Linked DNA regions of Mus musculus: all the other regions are linked to region 1. Evidence: chromatin contacts called from public HiChIP or PLAC-seq data. All regions are on one chromosome and are shown on one strand. The core of a region is the stretch at or near the end of the contact, and the rest is flanking DNA. Distances in the headings are between cores, read along the strand shown.

Region 1 (3,701 bases), core at 174-2,673:
CTTCATAGATAAAGAGATCCCACAATTTTATCTTTGAACAAGGATTTGGTTCCCAGGGAATGCCAAAATGCTGAAGTTTTAAGGTAAGAACTGGTGCTGAGCAGTCTGTCAGCAGTGGCCTTGCTAGGGTGGGCTTCATGCATCTTTTATCCCTCACATGATGCCAGCCTGAACTAATTTTGAGGCTTTCAGTTCATGTCCTGAGATTTGGATTTTTTTAAAATGAGAGCTTCCCATTCCTGACCAGTTCTCAGAGCCATCATACCATAAACCCAACGTGTATAATCAAGTGGGAACCTTCCTCTTTTATTTATTTACTTTCGCCTCTTCTGCTGTAGTGACCTTAGAGTCATGGAATGTAGGAGGCATCTGAGCTGTCTTAGTTGAATGCTGGGAGAGATAAAGACTATAATTAAGGGTCTGCCTAACAATGGAGCTGCAGGAACTAAAGGTCACACCCCATAAAGGTGGATAACCATAGGGAAACTCAGGTGAGCTGCCCTGCTCTGGGCTCTGGCCTAGACTAGATTATTCATTAACTTTAATGAAGGTCCTAAAGAGATGCCTAAGGGGGGAAGAAACTCATTTGAAGATAGTATTGCAGAAATTTCCTCATCTCTGCCTGAAATTAAGACCAAAGCTTTCTGCTTAACCTTTCTTTAAACAAGCAACAAGAAGAGCCCAGCTATTCAGACTGGGCCAGGTGCCATGTGTTCAGTGGCCCAAGAATACCTTAACAGCTGTTCCTATGCCAATTATGAAGTCTGTCTCCTATGAGGACAACTTCCTCAAGATAAAATCCAAAGGTTATCAAATGTCAGACTACAATCAGAGGCCACAGCATATGACCACTCCTAAATACCTTACTACAGTCTCTGGATGCTTAGTCCTGGCATTTCTTAGGTTAGAAAGAACCATAACCATTTATCCCTCTTAAAAAAAAAAACAAAAACAAAAAACAAAAAAACAAAAAACAAAACAAACAAACAAAAAACCAGGGGACAGCTAAGATTTAAAACTACACTCATTAAGTCACCGAAAGCTACTCCATCAGCTGTAAGCACTTGTTAATCCATCTTGCCAACAGCTTAGCCCTGACAAGTTTCCTTTGGAAGGTGAGCCTTTATAAGCAGCCCTGGGATGCAGTTCTCCGTGGATGGGACCCAAAAGCCTTGTCAAGTGGATGCACAGCTTCCTCTATACAACCTCCAGCTGGAATCCAAAAGGGCTGGTGGACGGACACCGGAGACACATGATCGCTTTACTAAAAATAATAGTTATTAGTCAAAGTGAGCTTCCTTCCTCCACGAAGCAGTAGTGAAAACATCTACAGGAAATTCAAAAAGGTTTCCTGGTGAAGAATGTAGCTGGAGGCAAAGTTCAGGACTGGTGTTTGCTTTGGCACGCAGAGGTGACAATGTGACTAAGTTGGCCAAATCGGAGAGACTCAATGTACAGTGTGATTGAGTGAAGGATCTTGTGTTAGCCAACACTGCTTGTGGAGTTTGAAATGGCAGTGCTGTGACTTCCAAGGAAACCCCTCCAAGAACGGAAATACCTTTGATTCATTGCTACCTTTATAAGAATGTGTCAATTCAAGTAATTTTACTAAATGTACATCAAAATGGCCAAGTACGGTACATTAGGGCATAATGCTGTCTCATTTGAAAGTTATATGCTAGCTCTCAGAGTCAATGGAAGGAGCTAATAAGCACAAATTGTCATCTGATGTTTCATTCTTATGCCGTTTTGATACAGATACAATCTGATTAAACCAGAAAGGGAGAAGGAAACAAGAAGTGGTGGGGACAAACACAAAACAGGTTTTCTTCTGCTCTGTTTATTCTCCTCAGAGTAGATGGCTTCAGCTCTGCCACCAAAAATAATTCCCCCAAATCTTGTATTTCCAGGAAGCTTTTTCTTCATTTATTAGCTTTCCCTTCACTTATTATTCTCAGATTGCAGCTATTTTTAAGCCCACAATGCCCTTCAACGTCTCTATAGTGTTCAATTTTCTTAATATATATCAGATCCAGGCTAGGTACTTACTATTATTTATTACATGTTACTTGACAACTTGCCCGCCCTTGCCCATCTAGCAGACTCTTTAATCTGGATGCAATGTCAACTGCTCTTTTACTCATTAAACCAAAGTAGCAGCTGGTTATAAGTCATCACACATGAGTGCATGTGTGTGCCCATATGTACACATACAAACACACACAGAGAGACAGAAAGACAGAGATATACACAGAGAGAAACAGAGACAGACAAAGTCAGAGAGAATGAGAAAGCGAGAGAGCAAGTGACAATGAAAAAGGAGCAGCCCCAGGGAAAAATTAAGAAAATTTAGATAATTCAGAATTTTCTTGGCTTTGCCCAGAAGTCAAAAAGAAATGGAATCTAAATATTGTGGACAACCCTACAAAATGTTGAAGCAGAAATTACTCTCACACCAAAATAATAATTATTAAATTAAAACAACCTCGTCAAGCCCTCTTCTCTGCACTGTCAATGGTGAATTCCCTGCTCCAACACTTCAAACCTAAAAGGCCCATTGTACCTTCCCCATTCTCAGCCTCCATTGCTATAACCCTAAGGAAATGACAATTAACTGTCTAATCAGCTGTAAAGCTAAGTGGAAATCATCTTCCCAGAAGGTGATAACAACATACTAGTCACTAAGTTATTAGAAGTCATTCACTACATATGTCAGATACCCTGTTCTCTACATTTTAAGACCTGTCTCCCTGATCAGAAAGTCATTGCTGCCACCAAACTGGACCATTCTCGTTATCTGTATTGAAGGATTTTTGTTTGGCAAAAGCCCAAATTTGTATATGCATGCATAAACGTCTGTGAGTATGTGATTGAGATTACAGTACAGCTTCTCCAAAGGACGGAATTTGGAGCTGATGCTAAAAATATAGAATGAACACCTGAAGTTCCCCAGGCTACAGGAGAAGAACGAGTATCCCAGCAATCCAAATCACATTTGAGAAAGTCAAAGGTGGGGAGCAGCAGTGATTTAATGTTTCCAAGAGTGAAGCTACTGCAGGAAGAAATAGAACAAGAGAGAGAGAGAGAGAGAGAGAGAGAGAGAGAGAGAGGCAAAGAGAGAGACAGAGAGACAGAGAGGGAGACAGAGAGACAGAGAGAGAAAGACAGAGACAGAGACAGAGACAGAGACAGAGATGAGACAGACAGAGAGACAGACAGAGAGACAGACAGAGAGACAGACAGAAAGACAGCCAGAGAGACCGAGAGAGAGAAAGAGAGACCTCCATCAGGACCTAGCCTGTGATGCCAGAGTTCTTTTGCTTCTTCTCCAGTCCTATGGGGATCTGAACTGCTGCTTCATGTACTTTATCAATGTGCAGGAAAGGTGGTGCAATTTGTCCTGTGGCTGCTGAAGACTGGAAGGTGCTAGCTGAACATGATCACAAGAGGAAAGCTCCGTGCAAAGGTGAGTCCTCTGTCTGATGGTTCCTTATTTGATGTGGGGCAAAGTGCCTTCCACTGCTCTAGTTTCCTCCTTTATAAAATGAGAATGATCACCGCCTCCATGGGTAGGAATGTTTTGAGAATGAAATATGGCACTGTTTACAAGAGCTCCAGGCATTTAGTAAGCATTAGCTAATATGCACAGCTGACGCGTTTCCTTACGAACAGGCTAATCCTGCAATGAAGGCTTATCACCC
Region 2 (3,801 bases), core at 1,240-3,739, 530 kb after region 1:
AGGAATAAACTTTAAAAATTTTAACAATAAAACATAATCCCCCCAAAAGACAAAAATTCAGAAAGCCAATCATAATTTGAATGGAAACAACTTCTGAGAGGTACTTAGTTTCCAGTTTGCTCAAAGTTTAAAAGACTGCATCAAGTTTTAGCTGACAGAAAAAAAATATTACCTGTCAAAATTGCAAACTACTGATTTATAAAAGAAGAAGGAAAGGAACACTGACTGGAGGGTGCTGATATAATTCCTGAAATCCATCATAGCACACACATAGTTTCTCTCAAGGACTGGTAAGTGCTACCATACAGTGTATTTTTAACAGCCTACAATCTGTTTTAGAAGCTATGAACCCTGAGTTTGACTATGACAGACAAGTCTTTAAGGAGGATTCCAAACAGAACTAATACAGCACTCCATCTCAACTTAAACACAGGTCAGGCTGAGTCAGAAACACCATTTCCTCGCTGCAGGGTGAAGAGCTCATACAGAGTTCTGAATTTCAGATTTCCTGTAAGAATATTTTGTCTAACATCCTACACTAAAATGTCCAGGCAATTTTTTTCTCTTGTTGAATTGAACAGGTTTTCAAATAAAGAGCTCTCTTGGGTGGCCCTTTTGCACGGGTATGGCCAAGGAAAGGGGGAAGCAGTACAGAAATGAGACCAGGAAACATCTGTAACGAAGGATGTAGTCTCAGGTCTCCACTCAGACGTCGGAAAAGGTGATCAAGTAAGCAATGACTTCCCTATTTCCTACCTGGCTAATGGTCTGTGAGAAAAATACTATTAATCTATTTAATTTCCTTTAAAAACATTTCAGCCTCCAACTGCATTCGCATAGAGCAATCTTCAACCTATCTGTAGTCTCAATATTTTAGCTCTGCATCCATTTATTTTTATATGGAGCAAATATAAAATATTCCCACAAAAGCAATTTGCTACAATACAAAGTGAAAACTCATAAATGTTAACCATGACAGGGAGATGAGAATAGGAATGAGAAGATAAAAAGTTTAGGCTTGGAACCAAAGGAGGAAGAGAAGGAAGAACCACTTGCCTATTGTATGTGTGGCTACATTTTAACAAAAGTATGAGAGAAACAGACCACTGTACAAATAACAAAACATTTATGCTAGTTTACAGAAAGCTTACAAAACCTAGCTAGTAACTGACTGACATTCCATACCAAGTAAGCACAGAAACTTGCCCTAGAAAAAAGTCTGTGAGAGCTCACATCTTCCAAGACCAACTACATAATCAAGACAATCTGATTGTGGGTGAGCACTAACTACCTCAGGACAACTAACATTCTGTAACTAGCCTTTACCATCCCCAGATGCTAGTCCAACATGGGAACTCAGTAACTTTCAAAACAAGAAGAAAGTTGGGAAGGAATAGGAGAAAAAATATGTCTCATAATGAGATGTTTCCTACAGCACTGAAGCCAACTTCCATATGATTGAATTTAATGCTTATAGGAAAAAGTTACATGTGCTTGAAGACCCAATCATGGTTTTACTCCTTAAATACAAAATTGAGGGAAAACAAGTATATAACAGACATACTAGTAAACTTGTAATCCATGAATGTGTGAATGCATTACTTAGTATATACTATTAAAATACACACATGATTTAGCTTATAGTACAAAGTTCATTTGAGTAGATCATTAACTGCACCAAGAGAAAATACGAGGAGCCAAAGATGGAGACGAGCTTAGTTTCATTGTATATTCACATTTCTCTGAAATCTGAAGGGTAAGGACAGCAGAGAGCTCAACCTAACCATCTAGAGATCTCAACATGTCCAATAAGAAAAGAAGGCGGGTGAGTAGCCAGCAGGAAACAGGAGGCTCCAGCTGGACTCTGAGAGTTTTATCATGTAATTAAGCTATCTTATTACTTTCCTAAGAATATCAGAAAAGGAAAGACGATGTGTCTTACACCTGTTGCTGAAACTTCAATTTGTACTTTCCTCCTGTGTCACTGTCTTATCAGATTAATCGCTATGATTATTTGCTCTTTGGACATTGTTCGAGTTTCCTGCATAGATAGCTGCTACACAGTTCAGCAGACACTGTTTCCCTTTGAATGGAAATGTGTCCTGCCTATCAGGGTTTCACTTGAGACAGATGCCCCCTCTCCTCTGTGTCCAGGAAATTTTACGAACTAAATAGTGTCAATAACTGGATGGGGGCCAAGAGAGAATCCAGGCGGGGCTAGTGTACAAAGCAGCCTTTTTCTCAGCAAACCCACAGGGTATTGACGCCCGCCCGGCACAGTGCTGGTGCCCACACATTCCCCATGGCTGCCTCTTTAAGGGAAGGTGTAAATGTCCATGCTGAGCATGACAGACAAATATTTGAGGGAAGTTACAAGTTTTTTTGTGTTCTTTTCCAACTGCAAACCGAAGGTGAGTGGTTGATAAAACGTTGTCGGTAACAAGATCTCTACCATTTCACAAAATCCTAGTTGTAGTCCATAGGTCAATCCTTTGTGTCACAGGCTGGCATAAAAGTGCTCACTCACTGTGCTTTTCGGCATCTTCTTAGTGATATTTCCTTTGTGCTTTGTTCTGGCAAAAATTGTAAAAGGGCAAGTATTTCTTGATTCATTCTACAAATATTTATTACACTCAGACTAAATTCCAGGCACTTTTAGGTTCTAAAGAATCATTTCTTCCGTCATGAAACCTATGTCCCTTAGTAGAAAGAAACAATCGAGTAATCCCCATCTCCCTACACATACATATACACATACACATATGCACATATGCAAATATCCACATACAAACATATACACAGATACACATATACATATATCTGTAACCAACAGTGTAATACATGATAAGCATGCCAAACAAACAAACAAACAAATAAGTCATTTGGAGGAGTGATAGGAAGTGCTCTGGGCTCTGGATTCTGTCCCCTCAGGTAAGGCATCACCAATGAAGTGACATCTAAGCAGAAGCCAGGAGAAGGTGTAGGCTACCTGGCCACCTGGCAGAGCAAGATGAATTCCAGCAGATACAACAGTATCTCTGTGCTTTTTGGATTGAAGGAAAGAATTGCTAGAAGAGATTGAGCCTTATAGGGCACTTTAACGATTTTGGGTTTTACTCTGGAGTCTTTGATGGGTAAAAATAACCTATACTATCCTATTGTTCATGACATGGGTTTTTGTTTTTTCTTTAAATGGTTAAAAGTTACAATGCTAAGAAAAATAAACACAGCGATGTAGCCAATGTAACCACCTTACAGTAATAATCACTTATGGAACAATTAAACCATGTGCTAAGTGACTTAGGTATGTTTGGTCACTTCATCTTGAGGTTCTGCTCTCTAATTTGTGAAGGGAAAGAAAAGATGTTATCAAGAGTTGGAATTTATACCTGGAACACAGAAGAGCCAGACCGCAGTTAATAATTACTGAGGACAACAAAAGAAGAGGCCTTAGTAAAGGGATCCCCACATGTGAAGAATATTGGAGAATTCCATTGCAGGTGTGTTCTTTCCAGGGGTAGGCCAAACAAAATCCTATGTGAACATCCAAGGTGGAAAGGAGTCAAGGAAGCAGGTTGATGGCCAAGTCAGGCCGTGTTATAGGACGGAGAAGAGTGGCATGACATAATGATGCTGTCATGAAGGGAGGATGCTAGCAGGGTGGGTAAATGCTTTCCAAGGTACTCACAACATGCAGCTTGCCACTGGGGAAAAATGCTGCACTTTACTGGGATTCTGCAGGACTGCCGAGTCAGGTCTGGTAGCTATGGGAGAAGACACTAAGAGCAGGCCCTGGAAGCC
Region 3 (3,661 bases), core at 17-2,516, 550 kb after region 1:
AAAAAATTAATTAATTAAAAATTTTAGAAAAAGTATGATTGAGCCGGGTGTGGTGGCACACGCCTTTAATGCCTGCACTTGGGAAGCAGAGGCAGGTGGATTTCTGAGTTCGAGGCCAGCCTGGTATACAGAGTGAGTTCCAAGACAGCCAGAGCTATACAGAGAAACCCTGTCTCAGGAAAAAAAAAAAAAAAAAAGGTATGATTGAGACTGGAGGCCCTAAGGAGTGAGGAGGTCTGGTGGAATGGGGATAGCAGAGTGGGGATTCCCTTATGGAGACAGGGGTGGGGGAGGAGGTATGGGATTTGGAACAGTCAGAGGATAGACTGGAAGGGGGATAAAGTCTGACTATAAAAAATGATTAAATAAAAGAAATAGCAAAGAAATTAAACTATGATTGAAATTTAAGGTATAATATTACCAAGTTCAGATTTAGCAAAAAGTGACCACATCCCTCAGTTTTGTGGCTCAGTTGGTATTCCATGGTATGCCTCCATTCAAAGTCTTGTCTTGTTACAAAAAAAAGTATGCTTACCATTTCCAGATACCAGAGAAATGTAATTTAAAAATACGTGTAGTTGATCTATTTCTAGATTTTAAATATTTATTCATTTTATTATTTTATGTGTAGGAGTGTTTTGTCACAGTCCTTTGCATAAGTAACTAATCCTCAAAACAATTCTCAAGCTCCAATGTCCAGATTTTTGAGATATTTTAACATTCTTATCTATGAATTATATAATTTCTTGACATAAGTTAATGGTGTACATCCATAACCGTAAGTAAAAATATTATAATAATTCACAGTAAAAATAAAGAAAGTGATCATATTTTGATAAAGCTATATCAGTATTTATATCAAGTGTTAGTGGCCTATATATTACCACTTCAACAATAAGTGAAAAATAACAGAGCACAATGTCTTAGTGTTTTACTGCTGTGAACAGACACCACGACCAAGGCAAGTCTTATAAAAACAACATTTAATTGGGGCTGGCTTACAGGTTCAGAGGTTCAGTCTATTATCATCAAGGTGGGAGCATGGCAGTATCCATTCAGGCATGGCGCAGGAGGAGCTGAGAGTTCTACATCTTCATCCAAAGGCTGCTAGTGGAAGACTGACTTCCAGGCAACTAGGGTGAGGATCTTAAGCCCATACCCACAGTGACACACCTATTCCAACAAAGCCACACCTCCAAATGGTGCCACTCCCTGACCCAAGAATATACAAACCATGACACATAACATCTGTCAATATAGCTCATATGGTAAAATGCTTGCCTAACTTGCATGAAGGCCTAGGCTCAGTCCCCAGCAGCACATTAAGTGTGTGGCTGTGTACACCTATAATCCCAGAACTTCTGAGGTGTACGTAGGAAGATTAGAAGTTCAAAGTCATCCTTAGCCACATGGAGAATTTAAGGGTAGCTTGGGGTACGTGAGGAGGCCCTGTCTACAAATAAATAACACTTAAATTACTCATTAAAAATCATATTGAACTTTCAAAATCAACACCAGACTGAGTTACCTACTCAAAGACTCCTTTAAATACAAAGTCATAAATCTTTTTAAAGTGAAAGGTTGGCAAAATACGTGCCATGTTAACACTGAAAGAAGAAAATTAAGTGGCTGTATTAATAAATTCTAGAGAAAGTAATATTGCCAATAACAGACTGGATTAATACAAATAATAAAACTGACCACTGAGAGGACATAATCAGCTTCGACATTTATAAACCTAATAACAACGATTTAAAAACTACAGAACTGTCAGAATAAATACACAAGTGCACACAGATGTCAACAGCACTGTCTCTGTGATTAATGGGGCAAGTTCTAAGAAATCACTCGTGGATTACCAACCAACCTGGCTAACACCTACAAAAGAATGCTCACCACCAACACCAGGATTGTTTTTATGTAAACATTTGCGGAACTTACATACAATATTGGATGATGAAACAGTCTCAGTAAAGTTAAAAACAAAACAAAACAAACAAACAAAAAAACCTCAAGTCACACTAAGTATATTTTTGTATCACAAGGGATTAGTTAAAATAGAAATCTATGTCAGCGCCGTATCACAAAGACGTCAAGGATCAGCAAGGCAAACTGCATATATGTATCTAACCTGAGAATAAAATTGAAAAGTAAATAGTGAATATCTTTAATCTAACATTAATCTAAAGGAGATATAATGTTCAACACTCCAAAATGATCTGTTCCAGCTTGAGGATTTAAAATTTTTGTGCCCTAAATATCCATACTGGAAAAAAAAAAGTCTCAAAAAATGTTTTCATATTCCACCCTAAACAAATGAAAAGAAAAAAGATTATTCATGCTCAGAATCATCAGAAGAAAATGCATAGTGAATATCAGAATAGAAATTAATGAGATTAGAGCTGAACAGAGAGAACTTATGAAATCAGAAGCTATGACTGACAAGTAGGCCATCAGTGTTGGTAAAGGCACAAAGAGTGACATTTCTTCAACTTACATTTCTGGTAGCTTTAGGAAATTATAGAAATGTTTTCATGACAATAAATTAATAATGTATATAATGTGGGTGAATTCATTGATAAAATATTATCAAGTCTTACTTTAAAAAATAAAGAGTCTAGAGAATCTTGAGTCTCTTCTGGAAATTATATTTGACATTGAAAATAAATCAAACAAAGTTATTTAGGGACAGGGATAAGGGTTAGTAGGTAAAGTACCTGTTCTAATGGCACTGAGTATCTGAGACCCCAGCACCCACACAAAAAGGCTAGACACAGCAACACTCACCTGAAAGCCAGGTGGCTTACAGACAGAAAGACTCCTTGAGCTCACTGGCCAACCAATCTAGCTGAATAGATGTGCTTCAAGTTCAGACAGAAACACTCTCAAAAAGTAGAGTGGGGAACACTCAAGGAAAACACCTAACACCAGCCACTGGCCTCTACACACATGTGCACACATGATCACACATACAAATGCTTCTCACACACACTTTTCCACGTAAAGACTGCCAAGGATATCCATTTTAAGCACAGTTGTCTTCACTGAAAGTCTCCCAAACATCTAAAAGGATGGGAGCAGAGATGCCTATTTTATATAACTGCTGCAAAAGAGATAGAATACTTCCAACCAATTTTGTGAAACCAATATTGCTTATATGAGGAAGGCCAGGACCAGGAAACAGCATTCACAATTCACAGAACTTAGGTCAGGACCCCCCTGATCCCTATAGAACCACTCCTCAACTTTACAGATATCCTCCTTTCAAGACCTAGAGGACCCTCTTCCTGCAACACTGGGGCTGAAGGTTATAAACTCACCTCTAACACCAGAGCCACCACAGGACACCTTCCTAGAAATTATATTGGCCACCTATTCTCTCCTCAACACTACCAACGTGAATTTGACGTCTTGGCTATGTTTAGGGCCAAGACCTCCCTTCTACATAGAAATAGGCCTGACTGATGCCCTCAGGTCTCCATCACCTAACTCAGTACCCTTAACTAGCCAGGCTCTTTTATTCAGGATGTACCCATCCCTGTTGGGGATATCCAGGGACAGGCAACTTGCTTCTGTTCCCATAGCTACCTTCTACAAACAACTCCCTACTGGAACATTTACAAAAATCCAAACTTGTTAGTAATCCAAAGCTCATCCAGTG

What was found. HiChIP or PLAC-seq counts read pairs in DNA pulled down with a chosen protein or histone mark.
Region 2: a FOXA1 HiChIP or PLAC-seq map of pancreatic cancer cells shows a contact between it and region 1. The contact joins two enhancer-like sites. A contact is called at or near these places in 1 of 39 promoter capture datasets (liver), 1 of 484 Hi-C or Micro-C datasets (liver) and 3 of 115 datasets of contacts at active chromatin or transcription factors (extraembryonic endoderm stem cells, pancreatic cancer cells and trophoblast stem cells).
Region 3: a FOXA1 HiChIP or PLAC-seq map of pancreatic cancer cells shows a contact between it and region 1. The contact joins two enhancer-like sites. A contact is called at or near these places in 3 of 115 datasets of contacts at active chromatin or transcription factors (extraembryonic endoderm stem cells, pancreatic cancer cells and trophoblast stem cells).

The regions. Positions count from the first base shown.
Region 1 is chr2:141,286,288-141,289,988 of GRCm38.p6, reverse strand. The region is part of intron 5 of Macrod2 (mono-ADP ribosylhydrolase 2); the gene reads right to left. Among named protein-coding and RNA genes, the nearest start is that of Gm25583, 350 kb to the left of the region's middle. Within about 2 kb of position 1,423, at least 42 of the 459 cell types and tissues checked have an H3K27ac peak or open chromatin away from gene starts, as enhancers often do. A contact at or near this core is called in liver and pancreatic cancer cells, where this site is marked.
Region 2 is chr2:140,761,944-140,765,744 of GRCm38.p6, reverse strand. The region is part of intron 3 of Macrod2 (mono-ADP ribosylhydrolase 2); the gene reads right to left. Among named protein-coding and RNA genes, the nearest start is that of Flrt3, 92 kb to the right of the region's middle. Within about 2 kb of position 2,489, at least 31 of the 459 cell types and tissues checked have an H3K27ac peak or open chromatin away from gene starts, as enhancers often do. A contact at or near this core is called in liver and pancreatic cancer cells, where this site is marked.
Region 3 is chr2:140,740,761-140,744,421 of GRCm38.p6, reverse strand. The region is part of intron 3 of Macrod2 (mono-ADP ribosylhydrolase 2); the gene reads right to left. Among named protein-coding and RNA genes, the nearest start is that of Flrt3, 71 kb to the right of the region's middle. Within about 2 kb of position 1,266, at least 4 of the 459 cell types and tissues checked have an H3K27ac peak or open chromatin away from gene starts, as enhancers often do. A contact at or near this core is called in pancreatic cancer cells, where this site is marked.